Linked DNA regions of Triticum aestivum: region 1 is linked to region 2. A link is a contact called in public Hi-C data. All regions are on one chromosome and are shown on one strand. The core of a region is the stretch at or near the end of the contact, and the rest is flanking DNA. Distances in the headings are between cores, read along the strand shown. Region 1 holds the start of LOC123145831 (equilibrative nucleotide transporter 1). Region 2 holds the start of LOC123145830 (amino acid transporter AVT1A).

The links. Hi-C and Micro-C count contacts between places; a contact is called where the count stands out from the background.
Region 1: a Hi-C map of leaf shows a contact between it and region 2, with 5 times the contacts expected there. The contact joins the promoter of LOC123145831 here to the promoter of LOC123145830 in region 2. A contact is called at or near these places in 1 of 5 Hi-C or Micro-C datasets (leaf) and 1 of 1 datasets of contacts at active chromatin or transcription factors (leaf).

The regions. Positions count from the first base shown.
Region 1 is chr6D:455,815,507-455,818,206 of IWGSC CS RefSeq v2.1, forward strand. LOC123145831 (equilibrative nucleotide transporter 1) reads left to right here and starts at 1,260. Exons shown (of 2, transcript XM_044565332.1): 1 at 1,260-1,917; 2 at 2,309-2,700. The coding sequence starts at 1,386.
Region 2 is chr6D:455,633,615-455,636,314 of IWGSC CS RefSeq v2.1, forward strand. LOC123145830 (amino acid transporter AVT1A) reads right to left here and starts at 1,258. Exons shown (of 12, transcript XM_044565331.1): 1 at 942-1,258; 2 at 1-86. The coding sequence starts at 1,129.

The sequences.
Region 1 (2,700 bases), core at 10-2,509, 180 kb after region 2:
AGGGTGTTGCAATATGTTCATGGTTCGCTTATGGTGGGTTGCGAGAGTGACAGAAGATTAAACCCGAGTAAGTGGGGTATGACGTATGGGAGTAAAGAGGACTTGATACTTAATGCTATGGTTGGGTTTCATGACCTTAATGATCTTTAGTAGTTGTGGATGCTTGCTAGAGATCCAATCATAAGTGCATATGATCCAAGTAGAGAAAGCATGTTAGCTCATGCCTCTTCCTCATATAAAATTGCAAGAATGATTACCGGTATTTGTTATCGATTGCCTAGGGACAAATAACTTTCTTGTTGACACAAACCCTTTTTCTAAACACCTAACTTTTATTATCTTGCAAAGTACTTCTAGTTTTATTCTTGCAAAGTAGTTCTAGCATCACTCCTACAAACTAGTTTCATACTTGCTTTCGGTAAAGCAGACGTCAAGTGTGCGTAGAGTTGTATCGGTGGTCGATAGAACTTTAGGAAATATTTGTTCTACCTTTAGCTCCTCGTTGGGTTCGACACTCTTATTTATCGAAAAAGGCTACAAACGATCCCCTATACTTGTGGGTTATCACGGCTCCCTGAAGATGGAATAAAGGTCTCCCCGCCTAGACCCTGTTCCGGCGGTGCATCTAGCACCGTTGGTGGGCGTGTGGAGGTGTGTCTCCGACGGATCTATCTTTGATGGATTTGCTCGGATCTCGTCGTTGTTCGTCTATGTTCGTGTGTATTCGAGTTGGATCCTTCTGATCTACGTTATTCTTCATCTGCGATAGTTGCTGTTCTGGTGCGCTGGTCCTACGAGGCCTTAGCATGACGACTTCCCGACTGTCTACTACAACAACTTGTGCCCGACTCCGGCGATGGAGGGACGATGACGGCGGCGCGCCTTCGGCTCGCTTCAGTGCTTGTAGTCGTCGCTAGGTGGTCCACGGATCTAGATGTAATTTTTATTATTCCTGGTATTCGTTGTACTGCCATGACTGAAAATGAATAGATCGGAAATATTCTCTTAAAAAAATTATTTTACCGAGAGAGAGATACGCTGTTCCGCAGGGAGACTCTCAAGCTGTTATTTGAAAGGTAGGCGCATATTTTAGTCTTCATAGCCGATAGCGTGATACCACACGGGCGAATAAAGCGAAGACAAAATCAAGCAAAGAATCACCAGTCGGCCCACGGCTGTCAGCGACACAATAAAGAATGCAACATGTGCATCATTCATTAAAAGTCGCATAGCGTAGCGTAGGAGCACGAACCTCCTCAACTCGCCCCACACGAAAGCCCACAAAGCCGAAACTCTCTCTCGAGCAGCCCAAAAAAACAAGTCACACGTCCAGATCCCCCAAGTCCACCCATCCGAGATCCCAAATCCATCCGCCCGACCAAGCCATGGCCGGCGGCGACGAGGAGGCCACGACGGCGCTGCTGCCGCCGCCGGCGGGGTCGGCGGAGGCGGAGCGCCCTCCCCCACCGCCGGCCGACCGGCTCGGGGTCGGCTACCTCATCTTCTTCACGCTCGGCGCCGGGTTCCTGCTCCCCTGGAACGCCTACATCACCGCCGTCGACTACTTCTCCTACCTCTACCCGGGCGCGCCCGTCGACCGCGTCTTCTCCGTCTCCTACATGCTCTCCTGCCTCCTCCCGCTGCTCCTCATCGTGCTCGTCTTCCCCAAGTCCAGCGCGCCGGCCCGCATCAACACCGGGCTCACCCTCTTCACGCTCGCGCTCCTCGTCGTGCCCGTCATGGACGCCGTCTACGTCAGGGGCACGCCGCGCCTCTACGGCGCCTTCGACGTCACCGTCGCCGCCACCGTCATGTGCGGCGTCGCCGACGCGCTCGTGCAGGGCGGGGTCATCGGCTTCGCCGGGGAGCTCCCCGAGCGCTACATGCAGGCTGTCGTCGCCGGAACCGCCGCTTCAGGTAGTACCTCTGTTTCTCTTGGCACGTTTGTTCTGCCCAGTCGTGTTCTGTTCTTCTCTGAATTATTGCCCCTAGAAACTGGTCTGGGCGTTCGTTCAGAAATCAGCCACCAGATTGACAAATCGAGCTGACAAGAGTAAAAAGTTTGAGAGTAGGAACTGAGAATGCAACAGGTACTATAAAACCTGTTAGAACCACCAATAAGCGATTTCAAATTTCAATGGAGCATAGGTTGTGCTGTGCTGACTTTGGAACTCGGTAGCACCTGACGAATCTACTTATTTGATAGTACATTCTTTCTGAAAATGTAGGACGCATATAGGATTTATGCGAGTGATGGGTTGATGCTAATGCTAAATGCATCGTCTTCTTCATGATTTGTGTTCCACAGGTGTACTTGTCTCAGCACTTCGAGTGATCACAAAAGCGAGCTTCCCTCAGGACCCCAATGGGCTAAGGCAAAGCGCAATCCTGTACTTCATGGTTGGCATGGTGGTCATGATCATCTGCATAGTGTGCTACAACGTGGCGCGCAGGCTTCCCGTCGTGGTGTACTACAAGAACATCAAGCAGAGGGCTCAGAAGGCGGAGGTGGGCGGCGGCATGACGGGGCCTGCGTGGAGGTCGACCCTGTGGAGCATCGTCGGGAGAGTGAAGTGGTACGGGATCGGAGTCGTTCTCATCTACGCGGTCACCCTCTCCATATTCCCGGGGTTCATCACGGAGGACGTGCACTCAGAGGCGCTCAAGGACTGGTACCCCATCATGCTCATCAGCGCCTAC
Region 2 (2,700 bases), core at 8-2,507:
CACCATCGATTGAGTATTTGCTGGTTGAAGGACCAAGGTAACCGAAGATGGGAGACGCGGCAATTGTGTAGGTGTCAGTTGTTTCCCTGCAAAATGAACACCACGTCGTGATCATGCCGTCTGTATGACTCTATCTGTACACGAACAGGAAAACTGCCATCTGTAGTTTTGTGCACAAAAAGAAAAAGTGCAATCTGTACAAGCTGCTGGCATTCTTGAGTACGGACAGCTATACTGAGATATGCCAGCAAAGGCATCCATTAATGATGCTTTATTTCTTGTTACACCAGTCAGTACAAAAACGGGAGCCATTGATGAAGCAAAATAATACTACGTACTAGTATGACATACTGGTAATATAGTACTGCTGCTGCCAGGTGTACAGGTAGTGCCAAACATTGAACACTGCACTTTAATAATACTATAAATTTAATAAAATCATTACAACATTGTCGTACTGATGCTAGGAGAAGCTAGAGAAAACATACTCTATTTCCTACCCCTTTTTTCATCATTGTCAGTGGTTTCAGTCAACCTTGGTCATCTGGTCGAACAGATCAGACCATTCCCCAAGTGTCAGTGAACTCTAGGCCACTCCGAGATTGGATCAGGACATGTGTGTTTCCCGAAAATCGATTAAACATGGACAGCTAGCCCCGGATGTCTTCATCGAAAAAAGCTAGCCCCGGATGTGCAACCAGACTCGTCAGTGGCCAATCCAGTGAATCCACATGCAGAACTAACTAGTGCTCTGTCGGCCATTCCCAATCACCGAAGCCAACCAAATCCACTCTCATCACCACAGCAATCTAACCGAATAGCGGCCAAAATTGGCAGAGCAGACCACACCGCGATCGAACACTTAACCAGTAATAACACAGCAGAGTGCACGGAGTCATTGAGATGAGGCGATAGAGCAGGGAGAGAGAATGCGCACGTACCGGTAACTCTGCGGCCACTGGTGCGACTCGAAGGAGCCGACCCCGTCGCCGTCCTCGCCCCGCCCCTCCTCCTCCCCCTCGTCGTCGGAGTCGCGGAAGCTGTCGCGGGGGCTCTCCTCGATGTCGCCGTCGTCCAGCAGCATCTCGTCCTCCTCCTCCTTCCGCTGCCTCGCCGCCGCCGCCGCCATCACAAGTGGCGCAAATGCCGGGTTGCGTGGCGGATTTGGGTAGGACCACACGCGACGCTTCCAGAGGAGATGGAGATGGTAGGGGAGGGAGGTAAAATTATTGGGCGTGGTTTTTGGACGAGCAAGCAGCGGGGTTGGAAGGGGGGATGAAATAGTTGGAGATGGTGTGCTCGCGCGCGCCGCGACAAGGCGGCGTGAGCTGCGCTTGCTTACGGCAACCGGCACGCGGCTGGCTTGCTGCCGCTGTCGCTGACGTGTGGGCCCCGGCGCCACGTGTGAGGGGAGGAGTGGTGGGGGTGGAGGAAGTTGCTCGATTGGAGGTTGTGTCCTGTCTGTCTGTCACCTGCGTGGCGGTGAAACCGGGCATGTTCGGGAATGCGTGCGCTGGCGCTGGCGCCGCGCGCGGTGCACGCACGTCTCATCTCTCTCTGACCTGTGGGACCCAGATAATGACTTGCCTGAATTATTATAGCGCACGTACGTGTGCTGCCTATCACGTGCATGAGCATGACTAGGCCTGGCTTTCTTTTTTAGGAGAAGTACCGTATATTCATCATTCATACACAAATATCCATTTCGGATCGAGAGCTCATCGGATCTTGGTGAACAATAAAATCTAACAAATACTAAACAAATTTCAGATTTTTTTGTGTGAAATATATTTTAGTGTGTGAGGCCCGTCCAAAATTTCAACTCATTTGGACATCCGAGCTGCTCTCAGCAAAAGTAACAAAATTTGTCCCGAACAATGCAAAACTGTAAACTTTTTTCTCAGACCCTATTTTTTTCTTTTTTTTTTGTTGAGAGCTGCTCACATGTCCAAATGAGCTGAAATTTTGCACGAACCTCACGCACTAGACCATCTTCCATGCAAAAACAATTTGAATTTTTTTGAAATTTTCTAATATTTCATTTGATTTTACTGTTCATGCGCAGGAGCAGATGAGCTCGGGAGCCATTTAATCGCTCTCCAACATACATGGGTTCTCTTTGGAACATCTGGAAGAGACAACACATTAGAAAATCTACAGGAAAACTCATAAATTGATTTTTAAAACTTATCTTTTGGGTTCCTGCATCCAACATCATCACGGCCCAAGAATCCAGACGCCGTCATCGCCAAAGTGTTCACTGGAGGGGAGAAACACAAGCCTCCAACTTGCCAAGATCCAAGATAGTGCCATAGCGGCCAAGTTCCATTATGAGCCTTTGAACAGCGTCGTCACAAAGTGGCATCGAACATGTCGATGTATGTCGTCGGCCGAAGAAATACTTCACACATCTTGAATCGCAGTCTTGAAGTCCTTAAGTGGCAGGACTCCAGAATCAGCAACCATCTTCCATGCCAAATCTCCATGTGGACCATCCCTTGAACAAGACTGGCGTTGTAGCGTTGGCCAACTCCAAGACACATACTTCCAGCTCCGGGACGACGCTAGAGAAGCGGGCGACACAAAGCGGACGGAGCCGAAGAAACAAGAGCCTGAGCAAGATCTCCATCGCCGTCTTGAAGAACTCGCTTGAACACAAATTCATGGCTCCTCGACACCGGTGAAGAATGTCGTTGAGGC